3 separate regions of the Sus scrofa genome follow, and all the other regions are linked to region 1. A link is a contact called in public promoter capture Hi-C data. All regions are on one chromosome and are shown on one strand. The core of a region is the stretch at or near the end of the contact, and the rest is flanking DNA. Distances in the headings are between cores, read along the strand shown.

Region 1 (3,805 bases), core at 494-2,993:
CATCCTCTCAGGCTCGCCTAACGTGCCACAGCCAGTCTTTCTTAAACATCCACCCTCCCTACTTCACTGCTTGCTTTATCTCCAGAGTACAAAAACATATATGGCTCTCCATTCATTGCCTACAGAATAAAGTCTAAACGCCTTACCCCAGGCATTGGCACCGTGTCCCAGGGTTCCTCGTTAATCTTATTTCTGAATACATTCTAACTTCAACCTTCCCAAGAACAGCATTTTTTTCTCTCCTTCTGCTCTGTTAAATCAACACTACTTGCCTATTCCTCCCAACATTTTCCAGATGTCTTCCCAACCATTCTGCTCCTCAGTGACTCCACTCCTGTGAATTCTCCTTCTCTCTACACTTAGGACATGAACTAGCCTTACTGAACAACCCTGGCTTCTTAAGATTTAAGCCATCACACTGCAGAGCAACTCTGTGTAGTTGGTCAGCTTCAAGCTAGACTCCAAGCTGTTGATCAGCATGGGAGTCTTGATCTGCTCTGTGTCCCACCTGGGCCAGTTCATTCCTCCTTAGGCAACCCAGTGGTCTCCCATTCCTGGGAAGTCACCATATTGATCCCAAACTTAGTGTGGACATCTGATCCACATGGCACATTGTAGCCCAGAACTCCTGGGCTCAAGGGATCCTCCAGCCTCAGCCTCCCAAGTAACTCCTGGGACTACAGGTTCATGCCACAGCGTGCAGCTAGACTGCAAGCTACTAGAAGACAGGCCCAGTGCCTTTTTTTTTTTTTTTTTTCTTTTATAAAAATAAAGTAGGCAGGAGTTCCCTGGTGGCACAGTGGATTAAGGATCCAGCACTGCCACGCTGTGGCTCTGGTTACAACCCATGGCCCTGGAACTTCGGTGTGCCACAGAAGAGCCACCCCCCTCCCCCCAAAAAAAAGTAGGAAGAAGAAAACCACTCCAAAGGTACTGGCTGCTCTGGGCAACCTCTCCTGCACATCGCCCACACAGGGAAGTCAACTCATGTTCCCAGAACACACTGAGCACACTCACCTCGCTGCGCCTTTTCATTGGGCCTAGCTCTGCCTGGCATGGATCTCCTTTACCTTCTACACTTTGTTCAAATGTCACTCTCATGATTCTCCCTAATCACTCGATTTAAAACTGCCTTCCTGAATTCTGGTACCTCTCAGCCAGTTCCTTTTCCCACTGCACTTATTAATTTCTAATATGCTACACATGTGTTTCTCTGTGTTTACTGTCCAGTACCCCCACTAGAATGTAAGCTCCCTGAGGACGCGGCTTTTTATCCGATCACTGACGTAGCCCCAGGGTCTCTCCTCCACGTGCCCAAACGCTTCTTTTCCTTCCCGCCCGGCCTCCAGGCAGAGCATTCTCCCGCGGCGAGCCCAGCAAGTCCTTGCGGAAGCCAACCGACCCCTCCCCGCCCCTCCACAAGGCCGTCTGTGTCCCACACACCCCGTGTCCCCGGCCGGTGACCCCTTCCAGATCCCCTCAGAGATCCCTCACGTGACCCGTCCAACTCCCGCCCCTGCGTCCGGAGCCCCCACGTGAACCTAGGCCGTGCTGGCGGGGCTCACCGTCCGGGTCCTTCTCCTGATAGCACTGGTAATTGCACTCCACCTCCATGTTCTCCAGAAAGGACTTCACCTGCTCCTCGTCCTGGAAGTCCACGAGGCCCGCCATGGCTCTCGCTCGGTCAGTCAAAATCACCCCGCCGCTCTGCCCCGGCGCGCGCCGTACGCCCGCCCAGGTCACGTGAGCGGCGGAGGGGCGGGGCTTGGGCGGGGCTTGCCGCCGAGGTCCGCCGCTCCCTCCGGCGGCCTGAAAGCCCGGCGCGCCGGGAGCTTGAGCTTTTCCTCTGCTCTCTGGCTGTTAGGCTTTGGCTGTCTCACCTTTTCCTCAGGTCTGGTAGCAGTCTTTCTGTAGCACTTTACTGTGCCAGTCTTGTGGCTTTAATGCTTCTCCGCTTCTGGTCATTTATCTCTCCATCTGTCCGCTCTTTCGTTAATTCGGTGTTGCCTAGGCGCCTACCATATGCCTCACCAAGTGCTTGGTGCTAGTAATACAACAGCGAGGAAGTATGGGTCCTGCCATTAAAGGGCTTGCAGTTTAGAAGGAAAGCTTTTGTTTATCCATTCAGCAAGTATTTTGAGCACCCATTATGGGCCAGCTGTAGCTGGACAAACCAATATTCTTAAGTCGCTGCAAGTGCAGTGAAAAGTCTGATTCATCTCTCTTTTCCTCCCATTCCCACCTTCTGCCTCCAACATGAGTGACCCAAGGAATGAATGGCTGTGGAAGATGATAGCCGGATCACAGTAGCAGTAATAATACTGTTATAATAGCTAATGCTTAAACAGGGCTAAACTTTGTTTCAGATTCTATTTGAAGAGCTTCCTCATTTAATTCTCATGAAGGCACTCATTGTGGGTAGGAGTTATTCCCCCCATTCTGCTGATGAGGAAAGAAACTGAGGTACAGAGAGTAAATTGTCCAAAGGTCACACAGGAAATACGAAATTTGCTGTGCAATGAATATTTTTTGAATAAAAGAATGAAGTACAAAAGGAAAAGTCAAGGATATGGGAAAGAAAAGAGGAATTTCAGCTGGTTTTTGCTTTTTCTTCTTAGAATCATCAGTTCCATAAAGCCTAGACTGAACGCTCTCCAAAGACAGTCAGTTCCTATTTCTCTTTGAGTCCCAGCCAGCCCTCGCCTATGTCCCTGAGGGGAGCTCAAGTCCTTGGTTTCCCAGCACCTCTAGCATTGCTTCCAAATGGCTCCACTATTAACCTATCCTTAAGGGCGTCAGAGAATGGACCACTTCCAACCACGTCCTTGTTAGAGAGTAGCTTGCTGAACCTGGGAAACGTCTTCGAAATTCCAGTTTTATTTTAAAGATTTAAATGATTTTACACTCAAGTCCATAACACATCTTTCATAGGATAACACATTCCAGTTGTCATTCCACATTTACTAGTGGTTTCTTAGACACCTGATCACCTTGGGAGATCCTTTAATACATCTCTCATATAGAGAAGCCCCAACCTTTGATTTTGAGATCACCTCTCTTTGCCTGGTCTCCAAGACCCTCTAAGTGCAATCTGACTCTAGCCTTATCTCCTGCCTCTTCTCCCGCATACCTCACCCAACTTTCTGTTCTCTGGATAGGTCCCAGATTTGTGTCTGTTTACTAGTGCTCTTGACACTTGGACTACCCTTCCCAAATCAGAGATCTTCTCTGTGAAGTCTTCCCAGACGCAACAGCCATACACTCCTAAAATAGATTTAGATGCTCTCACTTCAGTGTTCACTCCACTTGGTCTATTCTGATCTAATGTAGTAGGAAATGACTGGCTTCAGAGAGCAGACAGATCTTAGTCAGAATCCATGTCCTGGGAGTTCCTGTTGTGGCTCAGTGGTTAACGAATCTGACTAGGACCCATGAGTTTGCAGATTCGTTCCCTGGCCTTGTTCAGTGTGTTGAGGTCTGGCATTGCCATGAGCTGTGGTATAGGTCGCAGATGCGGCTCAGATCCCGCATTGCTGTGGCTACAGCTCCGACTAGACCCCTAACCTGGGAACCTCCATATGCCACGGGAATGGCCCTACAAAAGGCAAAAAGACAAAAAACAAAAAAACATGTCCCATGTTTACTAAATTGTGACCTTGAACCAATCACATTTATGAGCTTGATTCCTCTCCTGTAAATGCAGATCCCTGGTACGACTGTCGGTAGGACTAAAATTTCATGTATGCAGTTATGCTTAGCATAGTACCTAGCTCAGAGTCATTCCTGTTCTAGAACTGTTTCTTAT
Region 2 (3,805 bases), core at 975-3,474, 640 kb before region 1:
ACAAAATCTGCAGAACTTTAGATTACTCTTCCCAAGGTGTAGAGGTGAGACAAGGAACCGTGGTTTTTCCCCACCAGTCCTGGTTAGTGCAAGCTCTGGCTCAGATACTGCAGAAACATGTTGGCTAGTTGAGGCAGGTTCTCATTGTTGGGATGCATTTTGGTGTAGGAAATAAACTGGCGACGGAGGCGACTCAGTTCTGCCATGGTCAAGGGCCGGGTAAACCGGAGGTGCTCTGTGGTGCCAGGAAGCTTAAGCAAGTCTCCGGGGACTGCGCTCTTCTGTGCTTCCATCAGTCCTGCCAACACCTGGCTAGTGACCTGGTCCAACTGGTGCAAAAAGCTGCCAGAGGCAAGTGGCTGGGACTGTGTAGACTGATGGGGTGGAGGAGCCCGGTTCTCAAAGAGGGCAGCCCTGATCTCTGCCAAGGGCAACGGCTCCTCTAAGCCCACCAAAGTGAACAGGGGCCGGTCCCAGCGGTTCCGAGAGTCGGGAGCTTCGAAGCGCAGCGCCAGAGCCTCCAGAAGTTCGGGAGGGTAAAAAACACCGGACACATGCTTTGCAGGTTTCTCGGATTCCGTATTCAAGACAGCTAGAAAATCTGACGCCCCGATTTCCTTCTGCTCTGGTTCCTTAAGTACATCTGTCTGGCGTCTCCCGTTGACTACGGAGTCCACTGCCTGCGGTTCCCCGAGAACACTGGTGTCCGCCGGCAGAGGTCTCCCTCCCTCCTCAGCGCGCGGTCTCCAACTCACACTGACGTTCAGGCTCCGATTCTCCTCTACGCCGGCCACCCGCGGTCCTCTGCCCAAACCACCTGGCCGCACGCAGTAGACCACGCACAGCGTGGTGCGCGCCGCCCGAGCCAGGCAATACAGCTCGTAGCGGAAGCCCTTGATGTAGTTAAGCGAGTCGATAATGACCACGTCGTGGCGACTCAAGCGCCGCTCCACGGCAGCTCGCAGGGCCCCACGCAAGGCCTTCTCACGGGCCGAATCGCCGTACACTGTCGCGTCCTCCGCGCCCAGCACCGCCGCTTCGTCCACCACGTATACCGCGCGGCCCTCGGCCGCCAGGGCGCGGCGGAGCTCTTCCGCGCGCCGGCTCTTGCCGGTGTACGGCAGTCCGCAAAACACCACGAGGGGCATCGTCCCAGGAGGCGGCCATGTGCAATTGCGCCGTCAACTTCCGGGTTGCCCGAGTTTCCGACGCAAAACGGAAATGCAAACTGCACTTCCTGCCTCCCACGACTCTTACAGGACCTCTTGTTGCTATGGAAACAGGAATTCTGGCCAACTAGAGCTAGGTCCCGGTCTCTCTGAAAGGAGAGGGAGCTTAGAATGGCTTCCGTTATTTATATAAAATATTACAAGTCTCAGAAGAATGTGATCTCTCAGTGGTCGAGGACTAGGTCCATCCATTTACAATGGGGCCTTAAAGAGCATTAAATATTGCAAAACCATTAGCACTAAGCACATAGAAGGCAGTTCACAAATGCTAATTCCCTTTCATTCCTTACAGCCTGTACACGCAGTAACTGTTTTTCGATAACCACTTCAATCATTAAACATCTTCATGATTGGGGATTTAGAAATGAACATAAAACAGTTCCCCCATAGGAGGCCAAAGGTCTGCATGGGAAAAATCAGGTACCTACTAGCAGAATAATATACACGCTAATGGATAGAGGTAGGTTGAGGTGTAAAAGAGAAAAACAAACTGCCCACAGATATTACTGAAGACTTTACCTAGGAATAGTCCTATTTCTTCTGGGTAAGGTTACCAGATAAAGTATAGGATACCTAGTTAAATCTGTATTTCAGATAATCAACAAAAAATGTTTTAAAAATAAGTATGTCTCAGAGTTACCACTGTGGCGCAACAGGGATTTGCAGCATATTTGCAGTGCTAGGACACAGACTGGATGCCTGGCACAGTGGGTTAAAAGATTCATGTAGGGAGTTCCCATTGTGGCTCAGCAGAAATGAATCTGTCTAGGAACCATAAGGTTGAGGGTTCAATCCCTGGCCTCGGTCAGTGGGTTAAGGATCTGGCATTGCCGTTAGCTGTGGTGTAGGTCACAGATGCGGCGTGAATCTGGCATTGCTGTGGCTCTGGCTTAGGCCAGCAGCAACAGCTCCGATTCAACCCCTAGCCCGGGAACCTCCATATGCTGCGGTGTGGCTCTAAAAAGACAAAAGACCAAAAAAAAAAAAAAAAAAAAAAAAAAAATCCAGTGTTGTTGCAGCTGCCACATAGGCAGATCTGATCACTGGCCAGGGAACTCCATATGCCCAGTGGAGGTGCCAAAAGAAAAAGAAAAAAAAAAAAAATCAATATATAAAAACAAGTGTGGGAGTTCCCGTCGTGGCGCAATGGTTAATGAATCCGACTAGGAACCATGAGGTTGTGGGTTTGGTCCCTGCCCTTGCTCAGCGGGTTAACGATCCGGTGTTGCCTGAGCTGTGGTGTAGGTTTCAGACTCGGCTTGGATCTGGCATTGCTGTGGCTCTGGTGTAGGCCAGTGGCTACAGCTCTGATTCGACCCCTAGCCTGGGAACCTCCATATGCCGCGGGAGCGGCCCAAAGAAATAGCAAAAAGACAAAAAACAAAAACAAAAAACAAACAAGTATGTCTCAAATATTGCTTGAGCATAATTAGAATTACTTATTGCTTACCTAAAATTCAGTAACTGGGCATCCTTTACTTTTACTTGCTAAATCTGGCAACCTTACTTCTGCAGAAGTAATGAGACTCAGCCATGAAGCTCTGTTCTGAGAAAAGCAAGCACTCTAGCTTGGTAGACACAGAAATATGAGTGTTTCTGTGCAAGTACGTGTGTGTGTATAAAATGCACATATATTGGGTCTCTGTATCTCTCCAATACAGTAGAGTAGAATGTTCAAGTCTTTTTTTTTTTTTGCTTTTTAGGGCCGCACCCACAGTATGTAGATGTTCCCAGACCAGGGGTCGAATTGGAGCTTCAGCGGCCAGCCTATGCCACAGCCACAGCAGTGTGGGATCTGAGCTGCATCTGCAACCTATACTACAGCTCACAGCAACAGCAGATCCTTAACCCCTGAGTGAGGCCAGGGATTGAACCCACATCCTCATGTATACTAGTCAGGTTCATAACCTGCTGAGCCACAAGAGGAACTCTGAGTATGCTCAAGTCTTGGCTTCGCCACTTACTAGCTATGTAAACTACTGTCAAGTTACTTGACTATTCTGTATCTCAGTTTTCTCTCCTGTGAAATAATAATGGTTTTTATTTCACAGGCTAAACCAACCTCATACACAGGTTTTGAAGATAAAAAAATTAATGAATGTAAAGCACATAGATCAGTGTTTAGCCTTTCCTCCCCCGCTCTGCCTTTTCCTCCTCCATCAAATCAGTTTTCTGTGCATATATTAAACCTACATGGAACTTAAGATCATTCAACTTGGGAGTATTAGGCAGCATGGTTTACTGGTGAAGTGTAGGCTCTGAAGCCAGGGTGCCTGGGTCTGAATCAAATTAGCTGTGTGATCTTAGGTAAGTTATTTAACTGCTCTGTGCTTTAGTTTTCTCATCTGTAAAATGAAAGAAATAGTACCCACCTCAAATGAGTTGTTGAGAGAATTAAATGAGTTAATTCATATAATTCAATGCCTGGTATGTTATAAGCACTTAATAAATGTTAGCTATTATTATTGTCATTCAGGCAACTACTCCATTCTTGCTCTGCCTGGCATAATCCTTTGCCTGAAATTAACGTGAAGCTGATGGCTGGAAAGGGTATTTACCATATAAACAACCTAAAA
Region 3 (3,805 bases), core at 937-3,436, 560 kb before region 1:
TAGATGAAAGGGTTTAAAGTGGGCTACTATAATCGGGGAGGTGGCAGTGAGGATAAAGGCAGGCTCTTTGAGCAACATAATTTGAGTAGAACGGGAGAGGGTGTGAAGCAAGAGGAAACTGGTCCTGGGAACAAATGAATCATCTTCACGTAGTAGCTACACCCTGGGTAGCATGATTATTCATAAACAAATGTAGATTTCCTGTGGTGGTAGTGAACTAGGCTTGGAAAGCACAGTGCTAATGTTAGGTTGCCAAACTAATCTTAATTAAAGGGCCATTTCTCTAGATTGAAACTGTTTAGCAACAGTAACTTAGTCTTACAGCCTTTTTTGAATATTGCAGAAAGGACTGGGAGAGTGAAGGAATCTCAGGGTCTGCTTCCAGCTTTTCCTTATATTGGATGTATTTCACATGTAAGATGGTGGTAGTATAGTACTTAATTCTTAGAACTGTTGCACGGATGAATCACAGCTTCCTTCTGAGCCCCAGTTTCTCTTGTTATAAAAAGGGGATAGTGATTTTTTTGTAATGTGACTCAGAAGTAGGTGGCGAAGGCAGACACAGGAACAGCTTTCATTTATTGGAAGAGAGCTGTTAGGTTATATTTTTCTCTAAGGTGGCTGCTCAATTATTATTTGAAAGTTCCCAGAGACCTTATATAATTTTCTCATTAAGATATATTATTATTAGGACATAACCTTAGGTAAGGTGAGATTGCCTTATAATTCTTTTTTTTATATAGAGGAATATATTGGTTCTTTGCAGATATCTGCTATGCAACAGAATGTCATAGGATCAGGTATACTAGGCTCTATTCTTCTTCAGTGGAGGGATGTTATATAAGTCCATTAGTGAAATTTAAAGAAATTTTACCCAGACCAAGAATGACGAAGAATAATGCACCCATTTTTTTTTAATGCACCCATCTTTCCATAGGAAAACACACACACACACACACAGATTTTGAAAGAAAAAGATGAGAAAAATCTTGAATTTAAGGACTGAGGGTGTTTCGGAATCAACAGTAATAGGAACTAACATTTATTGAGTAACTTCCATGGGCTAGTTCCTTTGCAAAATTATCTCCAATCTTTGCAACAATCAGCAAGGCAGGCATCAGAAAATCGAGGTTCCTAAATATTATATAACTTGCCCAGGATCATAAAATTAAACACAACAGAGCTGGAATTGGTGCCTCTGCCAGGATCTGTCTGCCACCAAAGACCCTGCTCATTCTACTACATACTTAATGATAAAATCATGTATTTGGAAAAACTGGGGACCAGAGGATTTGAACAATTTCTCTTTCCCTCTTTTCCCTCTGAGAGCCTTTCTTTTGTTTTTGGTTCTGATGTTTTCACCCTAGAGTTTGAGTGGGATCGAATATAGGGTACCTGTAAAGAGAATGATTCCACAGCCCCCACAATATAACAATTTCTTTCCTTTAGAGCCTTACCTGGGATGTGGAAGGGACTGGGGATGGATGAGCGGAGTGGGGGTGGGGGTGGGGGTGGGGGAGTGTGTTAGAATATGGATTGTTTTTCTCTTAATTTTAGATTGTTTATAAATTTCAGGACAACTCGTTTATTTTCTTCTCTTGCTTGTCTTATTATTATTAATTTGTTCTATTTTGGGGGAGGTTGGGTGTTAAGGGTTTGGTATCTGTTGGGAATTCCTGAAATGATTTGCCAATAGATCCAAAAAAAAGTTAAGGTCAAAGACAATTCCTTCATCTGTTTCAGGAAAGGATGCGTGGGGGGGGGGGTTGATTCTGGGTCACCCTTCTTACATCCAGACGCACTGAACGGATTACAAAGGCTACCCCTTGAATCTCGAGAGGTGAAATCCAGGAGATTCCCCTCACATCCCTGCTCTCAGGTGAAGGTCCGAGTGAGAGGAACGTTCACGTACCTTCTGGAGAGAAGGAAAAGGTGTAAAGATGCTCATGGCCTGAGGCCTAGGGAGTGGGGAGGAGACCCACTAAGGTCGGTGGGGACCGAGGGGCTTCCGGGGGGCGTCGTCGGGGGCGGTCCGGCGGCCCCAGGGCGACGCAGGGAGCCCGGGGCCCCCGCCATCCCCAGGCCGCGCTCCCTCGCGTTCCCTGCGGCTCGTGCCCGGGCGGCCGCCGCAGTCCCGGCGCCGTAGCCGGGCGTGGGGTCCAGGGGGCGCTGTGGCCCAGCGGCGCCGGCGGCAGGAGCGGCCACGGCGACGCTGGAGGCTTCGCCGAGGATCCCCGCCTGCAGCACCTCGGTCGTCCCGCTGCAGCCTCGCACCCCCCGCCCGGCTCAGCGGCGCTCCTGCGGGATCCGCGTGGCTGCGGCGGCCCGGGAGCCCGATGAGGCTCGGCGGGCGCTGGGCCTCAGCACCAGCGGCGACCACAGCCCCTTCAGGAGTGGGAGGCTTCGCGGCGGCGGCGGCGGCGGCGCCTGGGGCCGGGCGGGTGCCCTCCGGAGGAGGCTGTGGGCTCAGGGACGACCCCCCGGCCATGCTGAGGCGGCGGCGGCCGCTGCTCGAGGTGAGTGTGACGCGGCGTCGCGCGGTCCCGGGCTCGCTGGCCTTTGGCCGCCCGGGGAGGGCCCTGGCGGCGAGACCTCGGGCCGGGCGGACGGGGCGTCCTGCCGCTGCGGCCGCCTCCCCCACCCAGGCTCGGGGGCCTCAGCCCTTCCTCCCCGCGTCCCCCGGGGGGCTGGAGGCGCGTGGGGGACGAGTAGGCCCCGCGTCGCCGGGAAGCCCTTGCCCCGGCCTGGGCTCCGGGGCGGCCGCGTCTGTGGAGAGCGGGGCTGGCAGGGTCCCTGGCACCCTTCGGGTTGGCCGCGGGCCCGGGCCGAGCGCAGCCTCTTACCCTGGGCCCCGCACGTACATCCCGGAGGGAGGCAGAGGACGCCTGTTTGCAAACAGCCTGGGCTTCTCGCGCCCCAGGCTCAGTCCCGAAGAGTCCCGGGGGTCGGGGGCGGGAGGGTGAGAAAGCCGGTGCGGAAAGCGCGGGGCCCTGGAAGCCCTTGGAACTCCCTGGAGTGTCATTCACCCATCCGACTGGCTTGAAAACAACCTTTTGCGTCTTCTTTGAGGTGAAATTTCATCACCTACCGGCAGCTCATCTCTGCTGCTTCTGTTACCTTTTGCTTCTAAGCGTGGTCTGCCTCGGAGAAAGCCCCATTCCAGCTTTGAGATGTTAACGTCTCCCAGATAATACTCAAAATTAGAAAAACATCTTTTTTAAAAAAACAAAGGTCTGTTCCCCCCATCACCCCTCCCCCCCGTAAGAGTGTGAGTATTGTAATGCCTTAGTCCGTGGTTCAAAATTGTCCCCCTAAATAGATCCATAGGATGGATGACAAGAGGATTTTAAAAAGTCATGCTAACTATCCCAGTAACAGAGACCTGATGGAAATAGGACATATTCTAGATTTTAGTAATTAAGTGATTTATTTTGGTATTAATATAAAAAAAAGTTGGTGATCACGGTTTGATACCATTAAGTCAGCCCTTTGGGTATTTATGATAAATGTGGTTCAGGTTATTCTTGTTTTCCTATAATGTATGTGAAGTATGGAGGATTATTAAGTACTTATAAAACTTTTATAATCCTGAAAATATATGTTTATTGTAGAAAATTTGAAAAGTACAGAGAAGTACTGTGCTGACCCTCAGTAAATGTTTAATAATAGGGGAAAAGTCACCCATCATCTTACAGAACGTTTTGGTCACTTAAAGTTTAAAATGGCTTGTATTACTGGTGATTTTTAAATTATTATCTCTGTATTAGCTTCAGAGTTAACTGTTCCATTTTACTGTTTAACATCC

The links. Promoter capture Hi-C pulls out the DNA fragments that hold promoters and counts their contacts.
Region 2: a promoter capture Hi-C map of liver shows a contact between it and region 1, with 3 times the contacts expected there. The contact joins the promoter of KTI12 here to the promoter of SELRC1 in region 1. A contact is called at or near these places in 2 of 5 promoter capture datasets (fetal liver and liver) and 1 of 47 Hi-C or Micro-C datasets (embryonic fibroblasts).
Region 3: a contact with region 1 is called in a promoter capture Hi-C map of fetal skeletal muscle, with 5 times the contacts expected there. The contact joins the promoter of ZFYVE9 here to the promoter of SELRC1 in region 1. A contact is called at or near these places in 3 of 5 promoter capture datasets (fetal liver, fetal skeletal muscle and liver) and 3 of 47 Hi-C or Micro-C datasets (fetal heart ventricle, fetal skeletal muscle and heart right ventricle).

Annotation. Positions count from the first base shown.
Region 1 is chr6:159,509,800-159,513,604 of Sscrofa11.1, reverse strand. It overlaps SELRC1 (Sel1 repeat containing 1), which reads right to left and starts at 1,743. Exons shown (of 4, transcript NM_001243594.1): 1 at 1,566-1,743. The coding sequence starts at 1,671.
Region 2 is chr6:160,153,333-160,157,137 of Sscrofa11.1, reverse strand. It overlaps KTI12 (protein KTI12 homolog), which reads right to left and starts at 2,224. Exons shown (of 1, transcript XM_021096660.1): 1 at 1-2,224. The coding sequence starts at 1,148. The coding sequence ends at 84. All of the region lies in intron 3 of TXNDC12 (thioredoxin domain-containing protein 12), which reads right to left.
Region 3 is chr6:160,072,856-160,076,660 of Sscrofa11.1, reverse strand. It overlaps ZFYVE9 (zinc finger FYVE domain-containing protein 9), which reads left to right and starts at 2,186. Exons shown (of 18, transcript XM_021096648.1): 1 at 2,186-2,516. It also overlaps the pseudogene LOC110261408.